Linked DNA regions of Mus musculus: region 2 is linked to region 1. The links are chromatin contacts, called in public ChIA-PET maps. All regions are on one chromosome and are shown on one strand. The core of a region is the stretch at or near the end of the contact, and the rest is flanking DNA. Distances in the headings are between cores, read along the strand shown.

Evidence for each region. ChIA-PET counts read pairs in DNA pulled down with a chosen protein or histone mark.
Region 2: an RNA polymerase II ChIA-PET map of memory CD8 T cells shows a contact between it and region 1, with 22 read pairs. The contact joins two enhancer-like sites. A contact is called at or near these places in 1 of 115 datasets of contacts at active chromatin or transcription factors (memory CD8 T cells) and 2 of 9 other capture datasets (liver and pancreatic islet).

The regions. Positions count from the first base shown.
Region 1 is chr10:70,036,637-70,042,082 of GRCm38.p6, reverse strand. No RefSeq gene overlaps it. Among named protein-coding and RNA genes, the nearest start is that of Ccdc6, 58 kb to the left of the region's middle. Within about 2 kb of position 1,987, at least 93 of the 459 cell types and tissues checked have an H3K27ac peak or open chromatin away from gene starts, as enhancers often do. A contact at or near this core is called in memory CD8 T cells, where this site is marked.
Region 2 is chr10:70,177,494-70,182,939 of GRCm38.p6, reverse strand. Ccdc6 (coiled-coil domain containing 6) reads right to left here. Exons shown (of 9, transcript NM_001111121.1): 7 at 680-780. Among named protein-coding and RNA genes, the nearest start is that of Mrln, 24 kb to the left of the region's middle. Within about 2 kb of position 2,024, at least 61 of the 459 cell types and tissues checked have an H3K27ac peak or open chromatin away from gene starts, as enhancers often do. A contact at or near this core is called in memory CD8 T cells, where this site is marked.

The DNA.
Region 1 (5,446 bases), core at 738-3,237:
ACGTGTCCTATAGGTGGTGGAGAGTATGTAGCATGGGTTTGGGCTTTTATTTCTTATGAATGAAATCCCTGCTCTTTATACTTTGTTCTCAGGAAACTTGAACCATGAGACATAGTCGAGACCTGGCCAGAGAGCCTAAGTGTTTCTCATGACATTTCTTCAAGGAATCAATGTCTTGAGGGACTTGAGTGCTAGGGTCCTATGGTGGTTTGAATAGGAATGGCCTTTGTAGACTCAAGTGTTTAAATGCTTGGTGCATAGGGAGTGGCACTATTAGGAGGTGTGGCTTGTTGGAGTAGGTGTGGTCTTGTTAGAGGAAGTGGGTCATTGTGGGGGCAGGCTTTGAGGTCTTCTATGCTCAAGCCACACCCAGTATGGCACACAGTCCCCTTCTAAGGCTGCCTGCAGATCAACAGGTAGAACTCTCAGCTCCTTCTCTAGCAACATGTCTGCCTGTGTGCTGCCATGCTTTTGCCATGATGATACTGGACTGAGCCTCTGAACTGTAAGGCAGCCCTAATAAATGTTTTCCTTTATAAGAAGGTCATGGTGTCTCTTCACAGCAATGAAACTCAAACTAAGTCAGGCCTTTACCTACTTATTTGGCTGTGTGGGGCCTGGAATAAGGCAGACTTGGAGATGCAGGATCGGGTCTGGCCCAGGTGAGGCGGGTCTGGCCCAGGTGAGGCTGGTCTGGAATTGGCTTGCTTTTGATACTTAATAATCAGTTTCCAGCAGGACTCCTTCCATCAGAAGATAGGAAAATCCAATTCTATGATACCTAAAGAAAAAACAAAGAGACCTTACTAGATCTTGTTACTGAAAAGTTTGGAGTGCAGCTGCCTGCAGTTGCTAAGATGACATCACCAGAATCCCATGTCTTTCCTCTCTTCTCTGTCCTCTTCCCTCTGTCTGGTTCACTTTTCTCCATGTTAGCTTGTCTCTGAGGCTCATCTTCTTTCCAGAGGGCGAAGAAAGAAGAAGAGTGAGGGAGAGAGTTTGAGTCTGGATGGATCATAGCAAGGAAAACATATGAAGAAAAGAGAACAGACATAATGAGAAAAAAGCTCTTCCTCTTGTATGAATTTTCCTACTTCTGTCTTGTAGCATCTTTCTGGCTTTTCCTCATGGCTTCTGGATTTCATTTGTCTTCATACATCTGCTGACTCTTGCATTTTTGAATAATGAAGAGGTGAAAAGTTATCCATGAATCAAAAGATTCTCATTTAACGTTGTTGGCATCATTGTGGGTGAGTGTATAAAGCTAGCTTTGGAAGCAAGGCTGGCGATGTAGTTTGTTTGTAGAATGCTTGTCTGCCATGCGCCTTAGCATCACATAAAACCAAATGTGGTAGTACACTGTAATCCTGGTGTTCAGAAGGTGTAGACAGTAGAACCATGGGTTCTAGGTCATCTTTAGGTACATAGCAGGTTCAAGGCCAGCCCAAACTATATGAGACTTTGTCTCAGTAAAAAACAAAAACAACAAACAAAACCAAACTAACCACTTTTGGAACTTCCTCGGGACTGAACCCCCACTTCCTACTTTAAGTTGACATATTTGATATCTCAGACATTTTTTTTCTTATAGTAGCGTAAGTTGGGAAGCAGAAATGAAACCAAAGACGATGCTGCTGCTGCGGGGTATGGGGGTTGACCTCAGAGGAGCTGGTGATGAACCTCAGAGATGCGGTGCCTGCATCTGGGACAGGGTGTGATGTGGTTTTAGTTGGAGGATGCCTGCTTCCACCCAGGAGCCAATGGTCACTGATGGAGAAGAAGCTGCTGAAGCTGGTAGTCTAGGCGGAGAGCAGGGGCCAGCTGAAACAGAGCCCCAGAGTGGGTGTGCCCTGGCCTAAGCGGCAGGCTGCCCATGAGAGGGTGAATGTTTGTGTCACTAGCTTTCCGTGGTGCCACCCTACCTAAGCCGGACGGAAGACAGCCAGGCGCTCTGTTTCGCTTAAGCACAATCCTCTACCGGCAGCAGTAAAAGTCTGGTAGCATTCTCGGAGCATCGCTCCGTGCCAAGTACTCTTTGAAAGGCTTTGTACGGGTGATCTCACTTCCTCTATTTGCGGTTGGGAAGATAGCACCTGCTTGCCAGATGAGAGAACATAAAGGTTAAGTAAATTGCCCTGGGTCGTATAACCAGTACAACTCGATGAGAACCAAGGGGAGACATGTATGGACACGGAACTCGATCCTAGAGCTTAGTGTCTAAATGTCAGACTGTTTGGGAAAGTAACCTCACTCTTGGCAGCATTATCAAGTGCAGACCTCAGAAGGTCAAGGGAGGACTACGCTGGGCTCAACAGTATATTGGGAACGGAGCCATTGCTCTTTCCCCAACCAAGGGGATCACGATTTAGCGATGCCTTCTTTGCTGTCTAGGCCCCTCCACTTGGTCTCTAACATATAGCAGGGTTTCCTTCTCAAGCCCAGGGCTGTCTTGGAACCATCTCCTTTCTCTTTGCCCAGAAGACTCTGTCCTCTGTGGATGTTTTCTTTATCACGGTCCTTCCAGATGGTTCCATGTCTGCCACTGAAAACACACACACACACACACACACACACACACACACATATATATATATATATACACATACATATATATATGTATACATATACATATCTATATATGTGTACATGTGTATGTGTATATTTGTGCATACATTTATATACACATGTGTATATATGCATATACATACATGTACACTATATGTGTGTATATGTACACATACATATATATTTATATGCATATACACATGTGTGCATATTTACATGCATATATGCACATATATGTATATAGATATGTGTATATATGTATGTATGTGTCTATACACATACTTTCTTTTTTAACACACCAAGTTCAGTTTCCCCTCCCTTCCCTCCTCCCCACACCTTTCCTCTGCCTCATCCCCCCACCCCTATCCACCTCTCCTTCATTTTTCTTCAGAAAAGTGCAGGCCTCCTATGAATATCAACCAACCATGGCATATCAAGTTGCAGTAAGACTAGGCACCTCCCCTTGTACTGAGGATGGATGAGGCAACCTAGTGGGAGGAAAAGGACCCCAAAAGCAGGAGAAAGAGTCAGAGATAGGATTTCCTCTCACTGCTAGGAGTTCTACAGGAAGACCAAGCTACACAACTCTAACCTATATGCAGAGGGCCTAGGTCAGTCTCATGCAGGCTTTCTGGTTGGTGGTTCAGTCTCTGTGAGCTCCTATGAGTCCAGGTTGGTGGCTTCTGTGGATTTTCTTGTGGTGTCCTTTGCCCCTCTTCCTCCCTTTCCCTTCTGCAGGATTCTCTGAGCTTCAGAGACCACAGCCCAACATTAGATGAAACACTCCTTCTTCTTTTGGGGGGTGGGGGTGGTTTAGACAGGGTTTCTCTATAGCCCTGGCTGTCCTGGAACTCACTCTGTAGACCAGGCTGGCCTCGAACTCAGAAATCCACCTGCCTCTGCCTCCCGAGTGCTGGGATTAAAGGTGTGTGCCATCACTGCCCGGCTCACTCCTTCTTCTTAAGGGCCAGCACACACAACAATCATCTGTGAGCTGGCTCAGCTTTCAAACTTGACAACTGAGTTTGATCCTGATAACCCATATGGTAGAAGGAGAGAGGCAGTTTCTGCAGGGTGTCTGACCTCCGTGGATCTGCTGTGGTATGCGTACACACACACACACACACACACACACACACACACCCATGCAATAAAAAATTAACAGAAAATCTTTCATGCTGTATAAACTTACATGGTTTTATACCATTGGAAGGGATTGTTTCTAATATTATAGTAAAAGGATGTTTGTACCCATCTTTGCTTGGAGTTGCTGCAAATGTTCTTTATTTCTAGTTTAGGAGGGCTCAGGCCAAGAAGAAAAAGCTGGACACCACCCCCTCATACCCAACTATACTGTTATATAGATGTCAGAGAGACAAAGAGAGAGAGAGTGTGAGAGAGAGACAGACAGAGAGAGACAGAGAGAGACAGAGAGACAGAGAGATTGATTGATTGATTGATTGATTGATTGATTTCAATAAAAAAGTCATCATAGTCACAGGTTACAGGTGCCTTTCCCTGGAAATACCTTTCTGTCAGATACAAATTATAATGTTCAGTATTAAATGACTATGTAATGGTAAGCTTTTTGTCAACTTGACATAAGCTAAAGTCATCGGAGAAGACAGAACCTCAAATGAGAAAATGCCTTCACAGGATCTGCCTGGAGGCAGGTCAATAGGGCATTTTTTAGTGATTAATGTGGGAGGGTCATTTTGATCCTTGTGGGTGGGGCCACCCCTGGGCTGGTGGTTCTGGGTTCTATAAGAAAGCATGCTAGGCAAACCGGGAGGAACAAGCAAGTCAATAGCACCCCTTCAGGACCTCTGTATCAGCTTCTGCCTTCAGGTACCAGAATTGCTTGAGTTCCTGTCCTGGCTTCCTTCAGTGATGGACTGCAGTGTGGAAGTGTAAGCCAAATAAACCCTTCCCAAAACTTGCTTGTGGTCATGGTGTCTCATCACAGCGATAGTAACCCCAAGACAAATAGTCACTCTATAAATATTCGACTCCTACTAACCAGTTCTAATATATTGTTTTGTCAATTAGTTCTCAAGTCTTGTCTGCCCCAGGATTTCTCTAAACATCTATACAGACAATTAGCTTGAATATTCTAGATATCATGGCTTACATCTACAGTAGTCATGAACTAAAATGAAAACCTTTTCCTTCCTGTCTAAAGTCCCATTTAATGTGAAGACAGCCACGTAAATAGATTCTCACTGCTTTTATTGAAATGATATTAAGATGCTTCCTATATAAAGTAGAGAGCAGAAGACTCTATCATGAAGGAAGAGGGAGGACAGGCCAGTTCCACCTAATTCCCAACCTTTCCCTGTGTTGACCACATCTTCATGTGTATGGGAAGGGACCTACATCCCAGCCTGCCTGGCAGGACCACGTTCCATACTCACATGCTTTAAATGCGTGGTCCAACGGGAAACTTCCCGCACTTGGAAATTTCAACCCTGCAAACCTTGTATTGACATAGAAATTACATTTATTATTTTTAAAGGGTTATTTTATTTTAGTGTGTGCCTTAAAGGGGCAGGAGAGGACCTCAGATCTCCTGGAGCAGGTGCTAACAGGTACTTGTGAACCAATATGCGTCCTGGGAAGCAAACAGAAGCAAGCACTCTTAACCACTGGCCCATGTTTCTAATTCTAAAATTACATTCCTGAGTATTCCTGAGTGATTCATGCAGTCTGGGGACACAGGAAAACATCATATGATGTTAGCTTTTTTTTTTTTTTAGCTCTTATTCATTTGATGCTACTTTGTTTTAGGCAACCTTGACTATTCAAAGAATCATTTCATTTGAGAATCTCAATAATCTTACTTTGAGATTACTTGTAAAAGTTTGGGCCTGGTTCTTCCTCC
Region 2 (5,446 bases), core at 775-3,274, 140 kb before region 1:
AGACTAGTCACACACACAGTCTTCTAGAAAGAGGTTTTGAAGTCAAATTGAAGGTCGTCCATCACCACCACCATCATCATCATCATCTGTACCTAAGGCTCAGTGAACACTGAGGAAGACGGGGCAGACAGATAATATGAAATCCTCAAAGATAAAAGTTAAAAAGTAAAGAAAAACACTAAATAATAAATAATTAAGAAAGTAAATCAAGGGACTTTGTTGTTTAAGGTCTCCAACCAATAAATACTCAGTACTAATGGTGACTTAGATTTAAAAATCACAAAATAGAAGGGAATACAACCACAAGAGCTAGCTAAAAACCATCGGTGAGCATCTAGCTAAATCTGTGTGAGGGCCTGGGTCCAATTCCCAGTGCCACACAGGCACACATTCAGTCATATACACACATACAACCCTCCCAGCCCCCCAAACAGCCCTAACACATACACACAGCCCCTGCCACAGCCCTAGCCATACACACAGCCCCCCAAACAGCCTCAGCCCCCCACAGCCACATGCACAGCCCCTTTGCAACCCCCCTACAGCCCCCCATATACATATACACACAGCTACATATACACAACCACCACACACACACACAGCCACAGTCACACACATACACATGCGCACTAAACAGCTGGAAAACAGCCACACCGAGGTAGCCCGCAGACACACTCACCGGGTGATATAGGTCTGCTTGAGCTGGGAGAAGGCGTGTAAGGGATTGGGCTGGACACAGTGCGAGGTCTCAATCCTTGTGCAGACATCTCATTAAAATACCTGAAAGGAGAGAGGAGGAAGTGGTTCAAACACCCATGTTCACGTGGGCCTCAGCAGAAGAAACCCTAGGAGTGAAGCTCTCAAGGCACAACCTAAGGTCAAAATCCTGGGAGCTGGAGAGGCTGTACCCAGGGGACATCTCTAGTACAGAGGACTCCGGAGTCACACTGCTCTAGTCTCACAAGTGTCATCATCCCCAGAGACTTGTCGTAGCCACGCAACACATAAATATCACAAGGGACCTGTCCTGGAGTCCTGCCAGTGACCTCACAAGCACACAGATATATCTATTTGAATTGTTACTTGAAACTCAAAATCAACAGGCTCACTGATACTTAACACACTGAAGGACAAATATGCCCCTAGGCCGAGTGCCAAGGTTTTCACAAGGCAGGCTCTGCTTAACAGGTTAGAATTTAACAGAAGACACCAGTGCTGGGCACCCTGGGCGGGTCATGCCCAGCCACTCTGTGCTGAGTCTAGCTCACATTGGGCCCAAAGATGCTGACGTGTGATTACGGGGACCGTCGGCTTTCACTTTGCAAACCAAGCATACAGTGCTGATGCAGGGGGATTTCTGTTTGACAGACTTCCTGACAAACCATCCTCCCTGGTCTTAAGGCTAACCAGGCATGGACTTGGACCTCAGAGCACCATTAGCCCTGGTGTTTATTCACACGAGGGACTGACCCAGCCCCTTCCAAGCAGGTTAATGAAGCTTGAATGACACACAGCTCAACTAGACGCCTGTCTCTGTCTCCTTCCCTTCTTTAGGACAGTCCACCATAAGAACACCAGGTGGGGCGTTTCCTTATATTATACAAACAGGAAGGTGGTTTAAGATCACCCCTTACAGTCTTAAGTGTCTGGTATTTTCTTTCCCCTAGATCTATCTCAATGGCTCAATTCTGGGGTGCAGAGTGCTACTTAACCAGGTACTTAGCAACTCCATGGTACCTTGAATAACTTACAAAAATAAGTAAAAGCAGGGCTGGGGATGTAGCTCAGTTGGGGAGAGTTTTTGCAGCAGCATGCATGAAGCCCTGGGTTGTGCCTCTAGCACTCTGGTGGCACACGCCTCTAATCCCAGCAATCTGGGGCAGAAGCAGGAGGATCAAAACGCAAGGTTAGCTCAGGACTACAGGACACACCACCCCCCCAAAACCCACAAACACAACAACAAACCCAACAGAAATAAAGCAAACTTGCGCCGTGAACGTCAGCTCTGGAGGAAGTGGCCCATCTATCTGGAAGCCACATCTTCTAAGAGCGGCCCCTCTGAAGCCCAGCCCTAGGTGCTCTGTACTCCAGCTCCCCCGAGTCTTAAAGTAGTTAGTAAAATATCTAGTGAACTGCTTTGTGTTTGGGCTGACGTGTTCAGTCAAACCGTTTTACTGAGAATGGGAAACTGTCAAGAACAGACTTAGAAGCAGGGATTACAATTTCAAAATACAGTAAAACCTTTTCAAGTGAGGAAGCAGAGAGATTTTAAAGAGGGAAGCTTGTCATTCTTCTGTAACTTCTAGAGTCCCGTTTATAACTTGCCATTATTTTAAAAATCCGGTTTTCTTGAAAGCATCCACAGAAGTGGTGGGGAGCTTTGCAGTCCTCTGGATCTATGTCTCTGGATCTATTATTTCTCTGGATCTATGTCTCTGGATCTATTATTTCTCTGGATCTATGTCTCTGGATCTATTATTTCTCTAGATCTATGTCTCTGGATCTATTATTTCTCTAGATCTATGTCTCTGGATCTATTATTTCTCTGGAACTATGTCTCTGGATCTATTATTTCTCTAGATCTATGTCTCTGGATCTATTATTTCTCTAGATCTATGTCTCTGGATCTATTATTTCTCTGGAACTATGTCTCTGGATCTATTATTTCTCTAGATCTATGTCTCTGGATCTATTATTTCTCTGGATCTATGTCTCTGGATCTATTATTTCTCTGGTGGACAGAGGCAGAGGGCTGTGTGGCTAGTCACACTTTATCCTCACAGACCAGACCCCATGCGGTGGTTTGAATATGCTTGGTCCAGGGAGAGGTGCTATTAGGTGTGGCCTTTTTGAAGGAAGTGTGTCACTGTGAGGGTGTGCTCTGAGACCCTCCTCCCAGCTTCCTGGAAGCCAGTCTTCTCCTAAATGCCTCAGGAACAGGAGGTAGAAATCTTAAGCTCCTGTAGCCCCTGGATGTTACCATGGTCTCACCTTGATGATAATGGACTGAACCTCTGAACCTGTTACCCAGCCCCAATTAAATGTTGTCCTATGTTAAGAGTTGCCTTGGTCGTGGTGTTCATTGCAGTAAAACCCTAAGACACCCAGCTGGTGACCTAGGTCTCACACAGTGGGTGCCCACACAGTGGGTGCCCAGACATCTTAAGAGGCTCTAACTCCCTTTCAGTGAAATATGGCCACACCTGGTCAGAAATGGTCTGTGTCAGAAGAAGGCTAATTCCTTAGCTGGTGCTCAAAAAGCTCTTTGTTGTATTTGGATTTGTTAGTTATCTTAACGACTTCCTCAATACCAAGTGCTGAGGAGGAGACAAGAGGGCCGGATCTGACAGAGGTACCCATGCAGAGAGCAGCTGCTCTAGTTACCAGCAGGACGCTCATTCCAGCATAGGAGACAGAGAAGTGCAAGCTAAAGACACAGAAAACCCATTTAGTAAAAACAATGCGCAAAGTTTCCCAGAGTCGGAGGAAGAAAATGGCCGCGTGGATAGAAAGAGGCAAGATAGAAGAACCCTAAACGTCTTACAGTGAAGACCCCGAAAACACAGAGCAGCGGAATAACACTGAGGCTAGGGTGAAGGGTGATCTATGCAGGACAACAAGCAAGGGAACAAACAGGGACCTGTGAAGTGCCAAGGGTTGAGAAAAAAAGGATACATGTCAAATCCAAAAATCAATAGATAGAAATATTAAGATCAGGACAAAGTTCTAATGAGATGGAAATAATCATCAATAGTAATAACCCATAGTATTATTATTAATAATAATAAGCAATAGCGAAGCTGGCTCTTTGAAAAGTTAACTTTGACGTAGCCTTAGCCCAACTAACCTTGAGACAGAGACCAACCAAATTCAAAGGCTCATCAGGGCATAGTGTGAAAACCTACATTCTAAAAAAATTGGAACAATCTACAAGAAATGGATACAGCTTTTGAAACACACAAGACTCATCAAAATTAAAGTGAGAAGATAGAAGCAGCTTAGAACTGAGAGTTCATTATAAGCAATGAGTTTGACTTAGTAATACAAACTGTACACACACACACACACACACAGAGAGACAGAGAGAGAGAGAGACAGACAGACAGAAAGACAGACAGAGACAGACAGACACCGTCTAGGCCCAGAGGGACTAACTGCTGAGTTCTGTCAGACCTCCAAAGAGAGGTGACACCAAACTTCTTCAAACTCTAGCATGCAATAGGAAGAAGAAAACGGCCACATTCATTTAACACAGCCACCATTCCCGATACCAATAGATAGGGACCCCACAACAACAGGCAATTAGAGGACCATCTCTCGGCTAGACACGATACAGAAACTCTCACTAAATGAACTTGCAATTGGAATCAACTAAACATAAAAAAGACTGTTTGCTCTGAGCTAGTCAGTTTCATTCTAGGGATGCAGGGATGGTTCGAGACACTCCTGCCAACAAATTCATATCGGCAGACTCTTGCATCTGCATTTCCACAGATACAGAGGGAATTTAACGGAGTCCAGCATCCTTTCATGCTAAAAGCCCTGAAGGGACTGTGGAAGAGTATACCTCATTATAATAAACAGCATGTACAGCAAACTGAAGGGGCAAGTCTTGAAGCATCGGCCCCCACAGCCGGCATGTGACAGCGATACCCATCTTCCCCGCACTTACTCAGGATGTCTGGGAAGTCTTTGCCAGGAGCAAGCAGACGAAAGAAATACAGTGGCTACAAGTGAGGAAGATATTGGATGACTCTCATTTGCACACATGGCTTATTACATTAGAAAGGATCCCGAAGACTCTTAAATCAGATCAGTAACGAGGTGCAAACTCAACATCTAAAACGTCAGATTTTCTATATACCAAACACTGACCTTGGCAAGAAATAAATCATGGAGTAAATTCTAACTAACTCAGTAAGTAAGAGACCTTAACAACGATAAACTTAAAAACGCCAAGGCAGGGGAAAATTGAAAAAGACCTTGAGATGGAAAAAGCTCCCATCAGCATGGATAACCAGCATTACAACAACAACTGCAATCCAGATCACAGTTCCAAGGGCAATCTTCACAGACATAGGAGGGGGAAAAAAAAATCCTAAAATTGATACCGAGACACAAACAACTCCAGACAGCCAAAGCAATCCTGAGCAGAAAGAACAGGGTTCAAAGCGTCTGGGTGTCTGATTTAAGCTATACTCCAGAGCCACAGTAATAAAAACAGCACAGCACAGCCATAAAATAGGGGATGTGGAATTAATCCATACAGCTCGCCGACTGTTGGAGAAAAGCACGAGGAGAATGGATGGCCTCCCTGACAAACGGTCCTGAGCCCCAGGCAGAATGGAAAATTGTACAGAGATCATCTCAAAAGGGATCGAAGACTCTGACGTGAGGCCCCGCAAGCTTGAGGCTGCTAGGGGCAAAGGCTTTCTGAAGATAACTC